Regions from separate parts of the Hordeum vulgare genome. Here region 1 is linked to region 2. Evidence: chromatin contacts called from public Hi-C data. All regions are on one chromosome and are shown on one strand. Each heading gives the region's core, a stretch centred on a gene start, on an enhancer-like site or on the middle of the called end of the contact. The rest is flanking DNA. Distances are from core to core; before and after follow the strand shown.

The links. A called contact is a pair of places that touch in the nucleus more often than the background predicts.
Region 1: a contact with region 2 is called in a Hi-C map of seedling, with 7 times the contacts expected there. The contact joins the promoter of LOC123408301 here to the promoter of LOC123410260 in region 2. A contact is called at or near these places in 5 of 6 Hi-C or Micro-C datasets (leaf, seedling and an unstated tissue) and 1 of 1 datasets of contacts at active chromatin or transcription factors (embryo).

The regions. Positions count from the first base shown.
Region 1 is chr7H:192,483,728-192,488,678 of MorexV3_pseudomolecules_assembly, reverse strand. It overlaps LOC123408301 (type II inositol polyphosphate 5-phosphatase 15-like), which reads right to left and starts at 2,135. Exons shown (of 11, transcript XM_045101436.1): 1 at 921-2,135. The coding sequence starts at 1,779.
Region 2 is chr7H:192,266,919-192,271,763 of MorexV3_pseudomolecules_assembly, reverse strand. LOC123410260 (signal recognition particle receptor subunit beta-like) reads left to right here and starts at 2,252. Exons shown (of 6, transcript XM_045103170.1): 1 at 2,252-2,570; 2 at 3,512-3,594; 3 at 4,066-4,152; 4 at 4,292-4,440; 5 at 4,627-4,758. The coding sequence starts at 2,441.

The DNA.
Region 1 (4,951 bases), core at 886-3,385, 220 kb before region 2:
TCGAAAATGCTTGAATCAAATCGGAGGAGGCCAAAAAGGGAAACCTATACTTTTGTTTTGATGTGAAATAAACTGCATATAATAACTAAACTAATAATACTAAAATATTCCCTACATACATAGGTTTCAGAGTAGTCAATCAAGAGTCATATCCCCGCAAAACAGAAATCAAGAGACATATGGTCATAAGAATCTACAATTAAGGAATACTGATTTAGCTTACTGGCATCAGTTATCTAGGGTATGAGAGTCGAGCATTTCACAAGCTAGTTCTTTTCAGAAGATGGAAGAGGAACTAGAGGATAAATGAATCGCTTTCAGTTGTAATAAGGGCTTACTTTCGTCAGCTTAATTCTGTTAGCTATTCACTCTTATTACACTGGTTTTCTCAGGTTGTAGCAAGAGCGAGGCACTAGGTGTGCTTTATGTAACCAGGCTGTGACATCAAGCTTGTTTTAATTTTCTGTAAATAACCTGATTGATGATTAACATCAACGTGGTTGGACATGCTTGTTCCATTATTATGAGGAAAGGATAGAAACAGGATGTCCGTCAGTATGGGGAAAAGTTAATTTTATTCTTTATAAGAAAGGCTAACTCTACCGTCCAAAACTTCTCCAGCCTAAAGTACAAAGGTGTAAATGTGCCAAAAGTGCTATTGCCAAGTTAGGACTTGGCAGTGATGTAAAATTAGCTAATGTGAGCATTTCGCGGTCACGTAAAATCGTCTAAATTGTGCATTTCCAGTTATCTTACCAGATTGTGCTCATGGCTCATATACAGTAGTATTGTTCATTGTTTTTTATATAGCTCACAATTCGTGCCGAATGGTCCTCGTATCTTTGCTTTTGCTCAAAGCAGCCGTTGAAAACCAAAATTGCTAAAATTGCTAGGGGTGAACAAGGAAGCGAGCTTCTCACCGTATGATGTGACGACCATGGAGAGCACCGGGGTGCGGCTGTGCGCCTGCCACGACAGGGCCTCCTTGAACATGGGCGCATTCTCGCCACCATCCGCTGCAGCCGCCGGCGCCGCGGCGAGGTCCATGCGCCACGCCCGGATCCTCCCGTCCTTGTGGCCCGTCCACACGAGCTTGTTCGCGCTGTCCAACGCGACGCAGAGCGCTGGCGGCGCGGGCACGGACTCCGTGAACGGCGCGGTCTCCTCGTCTCCCCGGCGCGCCCCCGCGACGCTCCCGGCGAACAGCTCGTCGAGGCCCCACACCCGAACCCCGGACTCGGTCCCTGCCCACAGCTGGCGAAGCTGCGGCTCGCACGCGAGCGTCCGCAGGAAGGAGCACACCTGCGTTTCCCGCGGCGGGTGGGGCCGCACCTCGAGCGCCGGCGGGCGGCCAGGGTGCATGGCTGCGCGCAGCGGCACGCGGAAGATGCCCTCGCCCCCGCCCGCGCCGACGAACTCCTGCAGTGCGCCCCTGCCGGCCGCGCCCCCGTGCTCCGACGTCGCCACGGCCCGCTCCAGCGTCACCGCGCCGGCGCCGGGGCCGCCGCTGAAGGAGGCGGCGTGTAGGTACATGGACTCGCCGCCGCGGCTGTGGCGGTGGTGGGGCGGGAGCTGGTGGGGGTACGACACGCTGCGCGCGGGGTCGTGGCGGTGCGCCGAGGCGGAGGCGATGGGGTCGTCGTCGAGGCTGTGCGAGCTGAGCGCGGCGTGGCGCGCGTACGCCGCCTGCGCCACCGCGTCCCGCGAGAGCGGCTGGCTGTAGGATATCCCCTTCCGCTGCGGCGCCAGCGCCCGCTCCCGCTCGTCGTCGGGCTCCATGACGGCTCAACCTCGCGTCCGCTTGCGCGCGCTCCCGGTTGGGCCGGCGGCGATTCGAGCTCGGGCGCGCCCGTGAGGCGGAGACGGCGGGAGAGGAGAGGAGGAGCGCCGCGCCGTGGAGGCAAGGGGACTCCGGAGCTGGTGTGACAGTGTGCGGGAAGGCTGTTTGTTTCTGGTTATATGGGTGGATGCCTCGTGGGCCGGGACCACGGCGGGTCCATAGGGAGGCAGTGGGAAAGTGGGGGCGTGGGGAAGCTCCTCTCGCCGTGATGTTGGAAGCTCCTCTCGCCGTGATGTTGGAAGCGGCCCGAAGAGGGAGGTTGGTGCTGCCCTGAAAGCTACGGCTTTCCCAAATGGATCAGGGTCAACTGTGTTGGGAAAGGAGAATTCTTCTAGGGGATTGACAAATTGATTTGGTGTGCAACTTGATGACAGCCATTCGAATAGGTATATATATATATACTGTATTTGCTATTCAGTCTGCAGATAACGCTCTAACCCCCTAATCTCGTACCCCGTGTCGCCCCCTCCCTTGGGGGTGAACCCTAGTGCCGTCGCCAACGGCTCCCCCAATCTCCTCCCCTCCCTCGTCGTTGTCGAAACCTTGTGTCGGACAAGCCCTCGTGATGGGGCATGTGTTGCTCCGCCCTTGCGACTCGGCGCGGAGGGCCCTATATCTGAAGTGAGGCGACTCCGTTCGACGAGGCACTACGGGCGCGTTTGGTTGCCTGCATGAGGCCTAACCAGGCCCGCGCGGGAAGAAAGCGGACTGTTTGGTTAGCTGCATACACTGTTGGGCCTACATGGCACGATGTTTAAAGCACTCCTGGGCTTGGCTCCCTGGGAACGCTCGAATCGGCAGTTTCTCCAGGGCCAGGTCCGAGCGGTGCACGTGGGCTGCGGCGGTTGCAAGCGCGCGGCCACTCTCGAGTAGCCGCGTTGCTTCCCGAAGCGTCGGCAGTTATTAGCCCCAGCGCCCCTCACCGCTCCCTCTCCCCACTCTCCCAACTCTCACCGACGGCGGTGGATCGGAGGAGAGCAAGAAGACCACCGGACTCCATCATCGGCGAGCAGATCATCACCTGGCCCGCGGCAATGGTGGTAAGCACTTTTCTGTTCGTCATGCACTACTTTTTTGCGTTCGATCCGGCGGTAGATTCGATCCACGCAGAGAGGGGAATGGGGAATAGAGGTAGATAAGGATGGCACTTCATACTAGTTCATACGAGTTCATACTAGTTCATGCAAGATCGGAATGGAGGTAGATGCGGATCGAGTAGAAGGGGAATTGGGGGATTGGGAGTACACAACAGACACTGGCTAACCGCGGCGGACGTTGAGGCGTACAGAGCGGCGGCTCAAGTGGCTAGCCTTCATTTTCTTGTCCATCACCGTGCGGGGCGGCGGGTCATCGTCGTCCTCGGTGGAGTCGAGGTCGATCTGCCAGCTACAACGGCCTGCCTCCCACGCCCTGACTGGCATCTGCACCGGTTCTTCCTCCTCCTTAGGCTCCCCACCGATGACCGCCGGTGGCACGATTGTTGTCTCCCAGTACACTGCGGCACGGCGGTTATTAGGAGTCGAGTAGTTCTTGTACTTGGACCACCTCTTCCTTTGTTTAGCGTCGTCAGAGACGGCCTGATTCATGGCCCAGCGAATGATGTTAACTGCCACCATGCCCTTCGCTGGGTTAGGAATCAGCGTCTTCAACTCTTGTGCAGTGGCTCTTGAAAGTGCGTTATATCGACTAGAGGGGGTGAATAGGAGATTTTTAGAATTTCATCACTGAGGAAATTCCTTTTGAGGAAATTCCTCACTGATGACTAACTTACAGCGGAAACAGTAAAGGATCAGGAGTACAAAGTTTCACTACAGCAGTTTTTCAGTATGAGGAATGTGAAAACAGATTGCATAGTGAGCAGGCACGAAGAAAACAGATGAGGAATAACTAGCGTGAAGAATTTGGGGTTGAGGAAATTTAGAGAAAGTCTTCAGGAAATTCTTCAAACAGTGACAGTGAAAATCATCAACACATAATCTGAGGAATGTAAAGAGTTGAGGAATTAGAACCCGTTTCACGGCGAAGACAGTAGTTGATGACCCAGTTCCAACTGTTGTGACAGTTGTACATCTGGTTTGGAGCGGCTTGGTATTGAAACCAAAAGACACACAGTCCCGGGACACACAGTCCCTACCGTATTCTCCTTGGGCTAAGAACACACAGTCCTCGCCCAACACTCGTGGTAAGTCTTCAGGGAAGACTTCCAAACCCTCACAAACTTGGTCACCCGGCGATCCACAATTGACTGCTGGATTGCTCTAGACCATGACGCCTAACCATCTGGAGGATGCACAGTCCTCAAAGGTAAAGGGCTTCAGTCCCACACAGGAACAACTTCTTCAATGATGCTCAATCACTTGGTTTTCGGTTTGTGGTTTGGTGTTTGGGGTATTTCCTCACTCATGAATTACTCTCGAAGACTCTGAGGAATTTGGGTTGTTCTTATGACAAGTGTCAGTTTCTAACGGAGCAGCCAACCAGCTAATGGTTGTGGGGGTGGCTATTTATAGCCTGGGAGCATACCGACATGATTTGACACTAATGCCCTTAAATGATATGACCGTTGGTGTGGATAAGACCAATGATGTGGGGGGGGGGGCTATCGAAACGGTCGGGACCCTCAACTGTGAGAGTCCTCATGTCACTCATATTCCTCACTTGAGGCTTTTGGTAGGATTAGGCTTGGGTTGAGCGCATCATGAGGAAATTCATTCCAATGTGTTACCTCAACCCCCTTTAACAGTACGGTGTTCCTATTACTCAAGTGTGAAGAAAACAAAACAGAAAGAGTAAATCTTCATGCTTCAAAGTCTTCAGAATGATTTTCTTCAGGACACACCGAATTCCTCAATTTCTATATCTTCATGAGGAATATCAATTTCATCGCAAATTCTTCACGATTCAAATCTTCAGCTTCAGACCAATTTCTTCAACCGAAGATATACATTTTTAGGGGTCGATATTCATCGAATATTTCAAACTCCTCAGCGACTTATAGATCCTGTGTACACTCATGAACACATTAGATACTTATCCTATAAGTCTTCATACCACCAAAATCACTAAGGGGCACTAGATGCACTTACAATCTCCCCCTTTTTGGTGGTTGAT
Region 2 (4,845 bases), core at 1,003-3,502:
GCTGACGAGCAAGGTGAGGCCATTGCATCTATTATTCTGTTATAGTTTGTTTCAAGGAAATCACACTATTTTCTCTCAATATATGCCTATACAGAGAAATGTCCTGAAGCACGCTTTAGTGAAGACTACTGATCTAGAAGACTAGAAGTGGTTGTTGCTGAAATAAGTCTTTCATAGGATTCTTGTTCGTTTGGGTGGAGCCAAGTTTTGTCTTGGTGTTGAAAAACGCCACAATTGCATAGTTGTAAGTTATTTAGGATTGTCTCTGTTGGATACGACTGGGAGTTACAAGAGGTCCAATACTAATTTTGTGTATGTATGCACTTGTGCGCTCTTCCATTCTATATACACATGATTTCGAAGCATCTTTTACCGTACATTTTGTTTCTTTGCTCGGTACAAAATGTATTGCAAGTATTTTTTTTCCTTTTATCTAAATATAAAACGGACCCTCTAAGGGCTCAGTTTTCTTCCAATTGTCTTAATATTTCCAGATTCATTATTTTTTATTCTGCATATTTAGAAAACCATTTAGTTAACCACTTCCGCTTCATTCTTCTTTGTCATGAAACCATATATATAAGTGTGTGCTCAAGCTATATTATGTGTGTTATTGGGAAGTACTCAGGAGCTTCTGGGTGCTTCACACCCCTGTATGAAATTTAAATTTAAAATATACCAGTTTTTTAGAACACTGTGTAATTTTGGGGATAACAAACCTGGGTGCCCAATTTACTCCCATGTGAAGTTCGTGAAAAAATTGGTGGAAATACAATCCAAACTAATATCCATCCAAACAGTTTTTCCATACAAAGGAATTTTTTTGTCTTTCTTTGTCATAGATAGTTTCATGGTATTTTTTCACGATATCACACGAAAGTAGATAGGACACCCAAGTTTGATATTGCAAAATCCCAGTTTTTTTTTCAATTTTCCATGCATTTTCTGTACTTAATGTTCATATACGGAGTGGAGCGGCCCGGTGCTATAAATCCTCTTCTGTATGTTATTATATTGTCTTGATTGCTATCTTAAGATACTATTATGTAATATTTCATATGATCCTTTTTTGTCAAATCTTGTAAAGGGTTTGGAATGTTACATCGTCAATTTATTTTGGATGTCGTCATTATCTTTTGGTCATGGTCGGCATGTTGCATCATATAATGCTCACTTGCTAGAGATGACATATGTCAAGCATGGGTGGTCAGGATAGGATTAACTCATTGGACTACAGTCGAAAGATGAAGTTAATAGTCATCACAAATTGCCACAAGCGATGCATGCTCTGTCCCCTCGATACATGATACAATGAGAAGTGAGAAAGGTGAGTAGGGAGAACAACTACACAAAAAATCTCCTCGCGAGGTGAAGACTGAAAATGTTTGGCTTGGATTAAAAGGTTTATTAATTGTAAACCCTATGTTTGATCACGTGTGATATGTACACAACAACCATATAACATTGCTTCCATCATGTCTTCGTACATCTGCTATCATCTATAAGAACATATGAATTTCTGACTATAGCTTAAATCCACCTAATTTTATTTGATCCGTAGCGTAGGGCATTTTACTAGTAGAACAAAAAACAATACAGATAATCAAACGCGTCATTTGAGAATGATAGTACTATAAGCAGCTGGAGGCTACTATATATGTTCACTCCTCTAGAGAATGACTGGATCAAGTCAGCACACGAGCTTCCTGCCATCCAAACGGCATGGTTTTGGCCGTGCGTCAATCCAAATTTCCCATACCAAGTGGCATCAGATTAAACTTGGAAGGCATATGATTTTGTACTACTATTTTTCTTGAGCCAGATTCCATCCCATCTTTCCGAGACATAATAGTATAAATTTACATAATATTTTCTAAAATTGGGAAGTCACCGTACACACTTTTTTTTTTGAAAAGTAGTAGTATAAATTATACGAAGTCGTCGTACAAAATCCTTTTAATTAATTTTCATCGGCGAAGACATTTCCTTTCACTAAATGTTTATGATCAAAAATCCTAAAATAAATTTAAGAATAATGTGAACATCGGAATTTATATCTGATGGACTGAGACTATCAACCATTCAAAGTTCGGCCGGTGATCGGATCCAGACATAAGGCAGAAACCACGGGATGGTTTTTGTTGATCGGTCCATGCTGTATAGTCGGCCCATCAAATGTGGGCCGAACGACCTCTCTCAATGGGCCCGCTTTTCCGAGATCTCCTCCACGTGACGACCCAACAAGACTCCCGTGCGTCGTCCTTCCTGCCCACGCACCGCATCGTGATCTGCTTCCAGACGAGTCCCCCTTCTTCGCCTCCATCTCCTCCGCTGTCCCACTGTCCTATCGTGATTCTCCGCGTCCCGGCGCTCCTAGAGGCTAGAGCCCCCGGCGCCACCGCCGCTCGCTCCCCTCGCCCTCCACGCGCCGGTCACGGCGATGGATGAGTGGGTTCGCCAGGCCGAGGCGTGGGCGGGCCAGGCCGAGCGCTGGATCCGCCAGCAGCCCCCGGAGCAGATTTACGTCGCCGTCGCCGTGATAGCCGTCACAATTCTGGTGCTGCTTGCAGGTGATTTGCCGAGCCTAAGCTTCTTCTCGCAGTGTGTCCTTGCCACTGACTGTTCGCGCTGCCCTAAGCTCAGGAATATGCGCGGACCGCGGTCCCTGTAAAACTAGGCAGATGGATGTGATAATTTGGCAACTTAAGAGCTGTCGCGGAAGCAGTTCCGCTTTGCCTGAAGGCATCGGGCTTGTTTGAATTTGTCCACTCCATGTGTAGCTCTAGTTTTTTGAGTGACACAAACTAGCTGTGGACGAGCAGTCGTGTCGTTAGCTGTAGTGTAATTTCACCACATTCAAATATGATTAGATCGTAATTGAATTCATGCCTTGGGTCAAACTGAGAGCTGGTGCATAGTTTCTGTAATTTAGCTTGAAAGGGGCAGCAGGTCACAGTTTCCTGTTTAATTACAGGATGAAAAATACAATCTACAGTATGGATGTAGTATCCTGTCTGTACATGCTGTGATGCATTGGTAAGTTTGGATTTGTACACATCCTTACTTCTTTCTTATACTGTTTGACTTAGAACGGAAGCAGAGACGTTGAACTGTCATCTGGTTTACACTTTATGCTTTGCAGTGGGCCATAAGGTGTGGCAAGTTAATGGTGAAGTTCTGTTGATTTTATCAGTATTTAATATTTGCAAGTGCATGCTGTAAAATCTTAGTACTTGAAGATGCTGGAAATTATGAGTTCTCAAATACCAATTCTTCAGGCAGAGTGATAGTAACATGATAATATGTGTTGTGTTAATCTAGAGATAATTTGTTCTCAGAATGCAACATTTTAACTTATTACCTTAGTTTATGTCATGGTGCATCTCAAGATTTGAAATACATTGTTGTATCGCTGTACTTAGTAATATTTCTGCTTTTGTGATTATAATTACACTGGTCCTATATATGTGCAGCAATTGATGAGCAGTGTATGTCTGATTTTTCTTAACAGCTTCTTGTCTGAAATCATCAAAATCAAACACCATTGTGCTATCTGGCCTAAGTGGAAGTGGTAAAACTATTCTTTTCTACCAGGTAATTATCTACTATGGCAAGTCCCTCTCCCCCTTTGGTATTACAGTTACTCACATTCTAGTGGATTGACTCAAAACCATAGAATGTGGCCAGAGTAACGACCTTGCATATCTAGGTTTGCTAATTTCATCGCCAGTTTTTCTGTCTCTCTTCATTGCCAAGTTTTAGGGAGGGATTAGGCTACGATATTTGTTTGCAATCTGCCCTTGCTTAACTTCTATTCTGATTGCTATCGTCGTATGACTTATCTGTTGTTTCTCTTGCTTAGTTGCCTTGATTTTACTGTCTGAACTCTTATACTCGAATTTTTGTATCGCATGCCTGCATGGAATTGTTTTGATTAACAGAGACATTTTATTTTTATTTACTTTTCTCCATTTGTTTTTTTACTTATATTATCCTTGAAGCAATTCAATGGTGGTCTGTACCATCTTTTTTTAGGTGCTAATTTGGCCTTTCTCTTCCTGCTAGCTTCGTGATGGATCATCTCATCAAGGAACTGTGACATCGATGGATCCTAACAATGACACGTTTGTGCTATATTCAGAGATGGAAAGGGTTAGGCTATTTTCTTGGAGATAAATCTTTGATACATCTTGATATAAATATAAATCAAAGGCTACTATTCTTTATACAGAAATATTCATTTTCTGGCTGCAATATTAGTTACTTGACTTTGCTTTTGTTCACTCTGCAGAAAGGCAAAGTAAAACCTGTCAATGTTGTTGATGTTCCTGGTCATGCAAGGCTGAAACCCAAGCTGGATGAGTTCCTGCCTCGGGCAGCTGGAGTTGTTTTTGTTGTTGATGCTCAGGATTTCTTGTCTAGCATGCAAGCTGCTGCAGAGTAATTTTGCTGACTTTATATCTGTTCTCGGAAAATTTATTGTTTCTACTCCTGTTGACCCATCACAGAATGAATCAAAACTAAGAGGGTGCTTAGGAGCTTAGTTCATCTTCAAACATGTAAAAATAGTATGATCTGGTGCAGGTAGTAACTTGATAATATTCTTACAGTTACCTTGTATCACAGGTACTTGTATGACATTTTGGCAAAGGCTACTGTGGTGAAGAAAAGGGTTCCTGTTCTTATATTCTGCAATAAAACAGACAAAGTTACTGCTCACTCGAAGGAGTTCATCAAGAAGCAGCTGGAAAAAGAAGTGTATGATTTATTTTTCACATAACATATTTGCATAGTTAGAAATTTATAGAATAATAAATGCATTAGCTTGGGTTGGAATCTACAATA